Regions from separate parts of the Zea mays genome. Here region 1 is linked to region 2. Evidence: chromatin contacts called from public Hi-C data. All regions are on one chromosome and are shown on one strand. Each heading gives the region's core, a stretch centred on a gene start, on an enhancer-like site or on the middle of the called end of the contact. The rest is flanking DNA. Distances are from core to core; before and after follow the strand shown.

Evidence for each region. Hi-C and Micro-C count contacts between places; a contact is called where the count stands out from the background.
Region 1: a contact with region 2 is called in a Hi-C map of ear, with 2.3 times the contacts expected there. The contact joins the promoter of LOC100191949 here to the promoter of LOC100277439 in region 2. A contact is called at or near these places in 2 of 25 Hi-C or Micro-C datasets (ear and leaf).

Annotation. Positions count from the first base shown.
Region 1 is chr1:71,554,087-71,559,727 of Zm-B73-REFERENCE-NAM-5.0, forward strand. LOC100191949 (transcription initiation factor TFIID subunit 9B) reads left to right here and starts at 4,137. Exons shown (of 2, transcript NM_001137373.1): 1 at 4,137-4,480. The coding sequence starts at 4,163. It overlaps TRNAS-GCU (transfer RNA serine (anticodon GCU)), which reads right to left and starts at 4,026; the gene lies at 3,945-4,026.
Region 2 is chr1:71,247,214-71,252,656 of Zm-B73-REFERENCE-NAM-5.0, forward strand. LOC100277439 reads right to left here and starts at 4,025. Exons shown (of 5, transcript NM_001367324.1): 1 at 3,804-4,025; 2 at 373-425. The coding sequence starts at 3,920.

The DNA.
Region 1 (5,641 bases), core at 2,887-5,386, 310 kb after region 2:
CAACGTCCCCCGCCGTTTCCCTCGCTGATGGACCGGCTGGGCCGCCTGCCGCGCCCGCGCGCGCGCGCTCGCGCCCGGGTGGACCAAAATCTCCCCCCCCCGACCCAGCAAGCAGGAAAACCCTTTTCTTTTTCTTTTCCCATTTCTTTTTCCCATTTTCATATATGGAATTATATGCTGATATTTTATGCACCAAAAATAGTTTAAATAAATTATAGGGCACAAAAAATAATAAGATATAAGAAATGGCACACCCCCACTAAAGTCACCATGATTGATGTATTGTTCTTATCTGTGTTTGTTAGCGGAAGAGGGATCCGATCCTCTAGAATTTGTAGCTCCGGAAGAAGGGCAGGAACCCGACCCCTCCGAGATAAATCTTTTGTGCCAGGAAAGCTTCGACGAAGGCAAGTCCATCCTTCTCTTGATGCATAATTTACCTATTTCTCTCTGCCACTACCTAAGCCGGGATTTAGGGATGGAATCTATCTGCATAGTGAGCATGAGAGAGCCCGCATTAACTAATACCTTTTGATCACAAGATATGGGATAAGAAAAGGGGTATGAATAACGATGTTTTCCAAAAAGTGTGCGATGAAGGGTATTCACCCTCATCATTTGGTGAGTAGGATGATCAGGGACTCCCTGGTTTAGGGGAGGGCCTAAGGTGATGGCTCAACTGGTTTAGGCGTGACCAGAAGGATTGTCCTCTCGTATAAGGACCGGTTTGTCATCCTTCACTACCTGTACTCATGAAAAGTACAACCACTCGAGGCTGTGTGGGCAGTCACTCGATCTGAACTCGTACGGTCCAACCCCAGGGTTATGAAGGCTGGGGAGCACCGGGAGGATAAGGAGGGGGAATGTTTTGTCCGGTTTGGATATGGCGGTGGCCTGACTTCTTCCGGTATAACCATTAAGGTTAGGACGTGCGAGGAAGGAAAGAGATTCGGATTCGGATCTCATTGGCCGTGAGATCGCAGAGCCGGACTAGTGGGTAAAGTGTACCCCTCTGCTCAGAGTTTAAACCTATTCGAATAGTCCGTGTCCACTAGTATGGACAAGTCTGGTGTGGTATGACAATTAGTGTTTCTACAACAACTAGGAACAGGGAAATATTTGTGAGTGTGAGTGTGTCTCTAGAAAGGAAAATGGTGCCACGGGAGCAGGAAGATCAGTGGTGGTTAAGCAAGTGTCATTTCTATTGTTTCGGGAAAACCCTAACAACAAGTATTGCCTTTCTCTGAGAAAAAGAAGAGTGAATTTAACTCCACCATATGAAGCATGTATGATATAGGTCTCTTTCTCTTTACGGGAGCCGGGTGGGCTAGCGGAATGCCGGAATACCTAGTGTATTCACCCAGACTTATTTATGTTTTTCAGCAGCTGAAGACTTCTTTTCTGTTATGCTTGATTGAAGGGGCTGTGTCTTCACCCAGTTCTGCATGTGGCTTGGGCTAATTTATCTTCCACTGTGTTTTATAATTCCGGCTCACTCTCGAGCTTGTACCCCCGGTATTGTAATAACATTTACTCAGACTCTGTACTATTTGAAGTAAGGAATGTGGTTACTAGCCTCCTGGGACTAGTAATTGTATCACATTTGAGTCCCAAAGGATCGGGACGCTTCAAAGATGCATATGCGAGACTTCACAGAAACGATGCTATGTGACGCACACGTAGAGAGGTTGTGCGATGTCTAGACACCGGTTAGCACCTGCCACGCGCCATGATGCCAGGCGACAGAGAGACATGTGTAACACAAGCGTGAAAGAATTTGAAACACAGTTTAGGAACCAGATCCGATTTCAAGAATTAGAGTTTGGGCAAGACGTCGATGGCTCAACCCAAACGATATTGGATTCGATGTTTTGAAAGATTACTGAAGTCTGAATTTTGCAAAATAAATTAGGACATTTTAGACAGATGGAGACATACACGATATCAAAATCGTGATACACAAAGATGATTAAAATTTAGTGTCCATTTTATTCACCGCTATTACGTGTTAAAGTTCGTACTCGTGGTCGAGCAGACGATAGACACCTGGGGTGTTACATCTACGGACCTCCCGCGCCCTCACTGTCGGGGGAGGCCCATGTGTGATTCGGCCCATAGTGTTGGGCCCCGCGACAACAAGTGCGATAAGGGTCGTGTCTGTAATAGGGTTTACCTTACTGACTATCTGTAACCTCCCCTCGTGGGATTATTCTAGGGATAAACCGGGTACTCGAGGGTCTAAACGTCTTTGATAGGGACAGGCAGCCCCTCGATTACCTATAAATACCCCCGTACAGTGCCCGCACACGGGAGATTAACGAAGCTTTTGGCATTCCATGCTAAACTTTGCAAACACACTTTCCACTCCCTCGTTGGATCAACTTACCCAGACAGGCAGGTTCCCAACATAAATGCAGAAATTGTGTAAGTAATAGGTATAAAACACAATCATCAAAGGCATAAACATAGATCAGGGGAGTTCGTCGCTGGAGGACGGCCCCGAGGCCGTCGGATCGGAGGTGGTCATCGTCGGAGGATGCCCGAGATGCACTGCATTAGAGGAGGTCTTCGTCTTTGAATGCTGTCGTTGGCGTCTCCTCCGTCGCCGCTCACGTCTCATGAGGTCGTGGCCGACGCCACCGCTCGCGCCTCAGGCGACGCGGCCGCCATGGAGCTCGTGTCTCGGGCACCGCTCGCTGATGTCGCCTGACGCTCATCGATGTCGCCCGCCTCTCGCTGATGTCGTGCCTCTGGCGCCCCTCGCGCCTCACGCTGTCGCTAGGCATCGAAACCCTAATCCCTGGGTCTATGCTGTTTTTATAGACGCCCGGAGTCTGGGTCAATTTGAGGTGGTGCGATTGAACCGTATGACAACATTTGAACCAGAGCTTTCTCTAGCTTTTGGAAGCACACTGCTCAAAATATATAAAAGTATGTATATAAGTATGAGCGCGTACTCAATACATTCACCTATATTCATATATACGAGCATGTACCTATACGCATCTATAAACATGCGGATATGCATACAATAACGGATATGAATTTTGCTCAACTTTGAATGTAGACATAACTTGTCTCAAATGCAACACTAGAGTAGTGGTTAGTCTACTAATAAAAAAAATGCAACACATATACATATAAGTACGGGCGTGTACTCAATACATAGTTACATACGCCTATATTCATAAATACGACCATATACTTATACATATCTATAAACATACCGATACACATACAGGAACATATAACCCTTCGTCCCAAAATAGTATTTATTTTAGCTTTTAATTTTTATATTTATATTCAAATAGATGATGATGAATTTAAATGCATATATAAAATAAATACATCAAACTTTGTGTGAATTTATTAATATGTAAACATACAATCGTTAAGGGTGTGTTTGGTTAAGGAGAATGGAGGGCTTCATTCTAGTTTATGAATATTTGATTTCCAATAAAAGAGAAGCGAAGCGGCTCATAAAGTCTCTATATAGAAATTTATTATAAATAGTTGAAGTGTCCCCGCTCCACCAAAATAGTCGGATGCGAGCGCTCTTTCGGACGCGAGTATTTTTCTCTCTTCTCACCTCTATACTCGTATGACTCTTTAATTAAACAAAGAACAGAGTGGATCTGTTCTGTTATACCCTTTAACCAAATAAAAAATAGAATAGCTCTATTCTGCTTGCAAAACACACCTTAAGATAGCTTTAGAACGATTGTGGTTCAACTAATTGACAAAATCCAAAAAACAATATGGTACCAAAATAAAAGGTAATTGGAAGCTCTAAATTAGTAGATAATGGTTAAAAAAAGGTAACAGAGAGACTCGAGTGCTAAATTAGCTTATGCAATGAAATAAAAAAGGAAAAAATAAAAAAGAAAAAGAGAAACAATTAAAAAAGTCGATAAAAAAGAAAAAGAGAAACAATTTAAAAAGTCCGACGCCTGAGAGATTCGAACTCTCGCGGGGAAACCCCATGTACTTAGCAGGCACACGCCTTAACCACTCGGCCAAAGCGTCAGTTGCTGCAGTACAGAATATTTGACAATATAAGGTAGTTAAACATAATCTCTCCGTGTGCTGAAGCAGGTTGCCTGAGCCCCTGACACGGTGACACCACACTCCCGAAACGCCGAAACCCCACCCCGCACCACTCATGGACGCCGCCGGCGCGCGTCCATCGGCACCGTCGGCCGCTGCTGCCGCAGTCGCCGGGGCCTCCGTCGCGGACGAGCCCCGGGACGCGCGGGTGGTGCGGGAGCTCCTGCGCTCGATGGGTCTCGGTGAGGGCGAGTACGAACCCCGCGTCGTGCACCAGTTCCTGGACCTGGCCTACCGATACGTCGGAGACGTGCTAGGGGACGCCCAAGTCTACGCCGACCACGCCGGGAAGGCTCAGATCGACGCCGACGACGTCCGCCTCGCCATCCAGGCCAAGGTCAATTTCTCCTTCTCCCAGCCGCCGCCGCGTGAGGTACCAATCCTACCCTATTCTCAGTTTGGGCAAATCAGTTGGCTTATGTTTATTTTCTTCTATCCCCGCCAAAGCAACTTTCTCCCTGCGTTGGTTTTATACGGCCGAGTCCATGAAACCTAGTTATTTTGCTGCCCGTATAGTTGAAACTTGATTTTGAATTAGTTTTGTTTTTGCTGGATTAGTTTGGTCGAGAACCTGATATTTCTTTACCATTGTTTTTGTTAATATAATATTAATAAGAGTTTTGCTGGCATCTCTCTAATCATGAAGTAGTATCTACTATTTATAGTCTTAGTGAAATTATGTCTTTTTAAATTTATTAATTGGTCCCTGCTCAATTCCGTTGATAGAGAGATGGAAATGTCGATATACAACATAGATTCAGAAAGAGTTTAGATACTAAAAGCCACATAGATCAGAGACAATAACATCCTAATCCAAAACATAACCATTAAGAGAAGATTCAGAATTCTAAACTACTACAAAAATTAATTATTCATGTGTTGTAATAAATTCTTGAAGTTTCAAAAGCTGTGTCTTCATGCATTCTAATGGTACTTATCATTCCCGTGCTGCATTGCAGAATATGGTGATCTTTTTACTTCCTATGTCTGTAACAATTTTTGTTATTAAAACCACTTTGGCCATACACTAGGATCATATTGGTTAGGAACTAGCTTTCATATGGGAAAATGACAGCTAGTGCATTGCGTGCTACATAAGCTTTAAATGGTTCAGTTTGAAATTGATTGCCACCCACCAGCTGCATTTTAAATTTGTAGATGTAGATAATTCCTGATTGATACTTGTAGGATTGAACACTGTTGCATTAGGGTATTGTATTTTGTTTTTTATTTCAGATTTCCCTCTGTTCGTAATCAAAGGTGAACTTCCTCTGTACCATAACACTCTGGTTGTTGCATTGCATCTTGATTTAGGAAGATAATAATTTATAGCTAAATTGAAATCATCCATCTTTTAATGATTCCTCCACATTCTTAAACGTCATCTAAGACTAATACTTGGCATAATACTAGAACTGCACTGAACTAATCTGCTTTGTCGTTTGGTTGTATTTGTCCTTCTGCCTCAGGTGTTTCTTGTGTTTCAAAATCTTCATTTTATGCATCTAAATATGACAAGGCTATTGACACTTTT
Region 2 (5,443 bases), core at 2,775-5,274:
ATCAAAGAGAGGCAATCAGCAGAGAATCTTCTTTGGTTATTTGCCCACATGGTCAGTATATATATTGTTGTAGCAGCGATTCATTCAGACAGAAACCTAAAACTAGCTAGTTATCCGACCATGGCTATCTAGTATATATCTTATCCAAAGAACAACAATGTATGGATGGATGGATGGACAACTGAATGAGAACATGCATGTTTTGCAATTAATTAAACTAAAGAGAAAGTTCATCGATTATTTCTGATACTAGCGTTTTAAGCCATCCTCGTGGATCGCATGCATGTAAATGTAACAAGGGCCGCCCCCCTGTATGTATATAACACACGTACGTAGCAATATAATATATAACGGAGCATGTGTTCAGCTTACTCTTTGCAGCATCTGGAGGCAGCGTGGACCCCCTCGATGGAACTTATTTCGCCCTGCATGCAGCAACGGAAACCAAACCGAGCGTTTCAGGGGGTAATGATATAGTAATACTATGTTGGTAAATAGTAAATACCACTGTATACTGGTCAAGTAAAAAGCCATGTGTTCAGCTGTCAACTTTTCAGGCATTGTCTGGGATATTTTTAAAACACACGCGGCACCTTCGAAGTTTGGAGTCTCGCTGAAGAAGAAAAAAAAACCCAGCTTGCATTGGGGCCTTTCCTGCAGTATTATTATTCTAATGTAACGAGATAGTGCAACTATATAGTTATATACAGACGGCCGTACGTACGCCGGCATATATATAGTGGCATATCAATAATCTCGTGATAGATTAATCATTAAGGTTATAACTATATGCTGCCGAAAGTCTACATCTCACTCCGATCGAATCTTTCGGCACTCAGTTTTTCTCTCTTCTCATCTTCTCCTTCTTCTCTTCTTCAAATTTGGCGGCTTTAATTAATTAATTATTTTTTTAAAAAAAACGGACAGGTCAGACGGTGTGGGGACGGGGAGAGCGGTGAAGAAGACAGCCGAAGCAGGTTAGCCATGAGCCCATGGCCATGACCATGATAGCAGTAGGGGGAGAGAGAGAGAGGGAAAAGAAGGTCGTCACGGACTCACGGGCATGCATGGTTAAAGTCTGCAGGATGGAGCTCCACCACCGCGTGACCGTGAACGAAGCTCTACATACCAAAGTTCTACCGTCTCGTACGTGGTGCATGCCATGCCATGGTGATTGGTGAGGCGTCGACGGTGGTACTCCCTCCGTTTCTTTTTATTTGTCGCTGAATAGTGTAAAATTGCACTATCCAGCGACAAATAAAAAGAAACGGAGGGAGTACGTCCGAAGGCGAAGGGAAGACACGTCAAAAAAATTCTAATGTCCTAATAATAGACCGCCAAAATTAAACAGTCTTTAACAATTCACTTGTATGGTCGTCTAAAAAACTGTTTTACAAGGTAGACTGTGTAGTGTTGGAAGAGTGAAGTTTAAATATAAAAAGATGAAGATGGATAAGCTGCTAGTAATAGCCTAAAGGAACTCGTACGTTATATATGCGGCCATGCGGAGTACGACTATGTATGCATCAAGGAAGAAAGACATGCATATAGGCTGCAAGCTGCTGGTGCAGTAGCCAGTAAGGTCATGCATGAGTATGTTGTAGAACATCATCAGTACGTTGCGGAGAGCTAAATGAATTTGTCGGTTTAGATTAATTAATAACTCTGCCATATATGCAGTACACCGATGGCAACGCAGGGCTAGCTGTGTTTCTGCATGCTCATCGGGCAGTAAATAGTGTTTAATTAACGTATGTTTTCAGGAGTATTTTATTGCTTGGGTAGCTGACATAGCTCTGAGCTAGTGAGCAGGCTGCTGGACAGCATGAGTAGTTGCAAATGTGGAGCGTTCCCTATACCATCAGATCAGAAGCAACTTTATGTCGCGTATGCCCTGCTGACTATGTTTCAGATAATAATAATAATAGTAGTAATAATAATAATAATAATAATAATAATAATAATAATAATAATAATAATAATAATAATAATAATAATAACAACAACAACAACAACAATAATAATAATACATTAAAACAATAAAGTTAGCAAAGGGCAGGTTGCACGGAGTTTTTCATTGATGAGCTAAAGGAAGCCTTGATTTAGGCTGTTTAAATATATACTAGCTCCGTTCTTGAATATTTATCGTAAGCTAGTTTATTTTTGAACTAAGCCATGACAAAATAAAAAATGAAGGGAATATGTTTTAGCATATACTACACGCGCCTGCTACTATAGTGTAGTGTGCGCCGGTGTAGCCAGCAATGCAAGGTGTGCACTTACGCCTACAGCTTTGTTTGGGTACTATAGTGTTCACCCCAATCCATATGTATTGGGGGTGGATTGGGGGCGGGGGTATAAATTAAACTAATTCACATCTCGATTCATCTTAATACACGTGGATACTAGAGTACCTAGATAAGGCGGTTAGGTGATGTATTATACAGCCTGATTGGATGGATGCACGTCCATGCGCAGGCTGACACCGTCCTGACTGGCTAGATACGATAATTTTGAGCGTATGGGTGGATGCAGTTTAGTAACATCAAAATGGCTTATTTTGCATCCACCTATGCAGGCCGTGACTCACACATACAAACAACCAAACATAATCTTAAGTAAAATCAACAAATGCGGTGATATAAGATGAGATGGTGCGGGTAATCGATCATACGGATAGTGTATTAAAAGCCATGCATGCATGCCATACGAGAGGAGTATTTAGGACTAGGAGATGCATATGTGACAGTGTGACACCAATAATCAAAGCGTGGGCCGCCGGCCTTGTATCTTCTTGTACATGTAGAGATCCTAGATCCCTTAAACCCTAGCTAGTAGCTAGATATATAGAACAGAACTGAATCAGCAGTAGTAGTAGTGCTTTGATTCTTGAGAGAGAGAGAGAGAGAAGTAGTATCAGCGGCAGGCAGAAGACAAAGAAGAATCCAAGCTAGCTAAATAGAGTAGAGAGACGGAGACGACGGAGTAAGTAGTCGTGGGAAATGGTAGGCAAAACGAATATAAAGCGCAGAGTGTTGAGCCTTGACACGCGCGCAAATCCATGGTACGTACGTACGGGTCCGCACGTGCCCGGAGGCCTAAACTAATAAACCAGCAAGCCCAGAGGATTAAAGAACTACTAAGCTAGCTTTCAAGGTAACGGTCTCATGAATCGCCCCACTGCTGCTAGTGCTAGCTAGCGCTAGCGTTTCAGTTTCTCTCGCGGCCGGCCGGATCGAGCGAGAACCACCAACCAGAGCTAGCGCAACTGGTAATTTCAATTTCGTTATCCTCAATTCGTCATCCTTTGTTTGTGCAGTCTGCACGTACGCATGCGATTGCATTTTCAGTACAGAGAGAGAAAGGGAAGCGCATCTGACTCAGCAGCAAGGAACATATAGAGAACGTATCTTGTGCGCAAGGAGCGTTGGTGCTCCCATGAGCAAAATTAATCCAGACCACAACCTCCACATCCAACGGTGCTGTGTCAGGGGGTTTTGTAAAATGTTCTTTACAACTCTGAACATTTTACAAAAACCCCCCTGACGCAGCACCGTTGGATGTGGAGGGTGTGGTCTGGATTGATTTTGCTCATGGGAGCAGCAGGGCTCCTTGCTCATAAGATATGGTGTCATATAGGTGATGCATGCAAATTAAAATGCGGAAAGGCCCGGCAGTCGGGAAGACGGCCGAGCAGTGCAGCGTAATCGATGATGGAGTGATATGAGAGGTGGTGGTATGCGAGCATGTGCAGGTGAGGTTTATATATTAGTATTTATTAATTAATGCGTACTGTAGTGTACCTCGAGGAAGCCGATCTCCCGGTGGAGCGCGTCGACGGCGAGCTGGAGGCGGTGGCGGCCGCAGGGGTCCGGCGAGGCAGGCGGCGACTTGGGCCTCGGCGCCGCCGCAGCTGCCATCGTACACGTCGTCGATTGTTATAGTGGACGAACGAGCGATGGATTGGATCGACGAGCTCGCTAGCGAGCCGAGCCTAGCTACCAAGCTACTCTAGCTGGTTATACGTAGTGCGCGGGTGCGCGCGCGGCAAGGGCTTGATGGCAGAAGCGGAATGGGGCCGAGCTTATTGCTGGCGAGGGGAGAGCAAGAGCAAGCAAAGCCAGCACAGCAAGTGCAAAGGAATCGAATGATGGGAGGCAGAGAGCCTACTAGGCTAGAGGCGCAGCAGCAGCGAGCGAGCGCGAGGAGGATTAAATGGCGGTAGTGGAGCGAGCTGCTGCAGGCCAGCACATGGGGGTGGGGAAGGGGGAGAGGAGGATGAGGAGGAGGAGGACGGGGCGAGCTGCAGCGTGCAGTGGGATGGTGGCGGGTTGCCGTTTCGGGCGGCAATGATCAATGATGGAGGGGAGAGAGAGAGAATAGAGAGAGAAGAGAGAGACAGCGGCAGCCAAGCCTTCGTTTCTCTCTTTCCGGGTAGTATACCCTAGTGTTGCTGTGGCTGTGCTGCGAGAGAGAGAGAAAGAGATGGTAGTACGGTACTAGTACTACTACTCCGGTGCAGCAATGCAAGCTCGCAACGCGCAGCTATAGCTAGCTAGCTAGGCCGCCAGTCCGCCACCACTGGCTGAATCTGAGACGAGACTGCTGACGAGTGAGCTAGGAGTAGAATCTAATGCGAGTACCATGCATATGCATGAGGGAGGGCCGGGGGGAAGAGAAAGAGAGAGAAGGGGTGTGACAGCAGAGGAGAGAGACTGGCCGTGGCCGGGGCTTGAAAGATTGTCGGGGCCGGATCTAGAGACGGGCACAGTCTCAGAGAGAGACAGAGGGAGGGATCCAGCCACCCGTCCAGGCCTCGCCGCTGGGTCTGGGTGGGTCCATCCGCGACGATGCGGAGGAGCTAGCAAGCATATACACTACTACTCCTACTGTAGCTAGCTCCAGGCCGCTACTCTACTCATGCGTGCTCTCTGCTATCTGCTCTCTCGTCTGTCGCGCTGCTACACGTGCTTCTCCCCTAGCTATGCTATGCTATGCCCTGCCCTGCCCCCCTGGACCTCGGAGATGGTTTGTCATCACACGCTTCATTGCAGCAATCATATGTTCCCACAGCCGTGCGTCGCCTACAACCTTATTAGCGCCCGTTGGAATGCCCTGAGATTCGAGATGTCAAGAATCCGTACGTGCTCAGCTCAGTCAATCCAAACGGGGGTAGTGTTTTGAGGACAAGTAGAAAGTCATATTTATTAATCCTACAGTCTTCTTTTCACGGGGTAGTATATATATATATATGTTCAAATTAATATACGACATCGCGAAGTCCAAAAGGCTCCAGAGCGCGTTACAAGGGACATGTACAGTGGAGAGACACCAAACCGGTTCTCCAAGCACAGGAGATAACTAAGACCTTGTTCGTTTGTGTCGGATTGGTGGGTCGGAACGATTTCGAGCCGGATTACTTCTCTAATTTATATAAACTTTG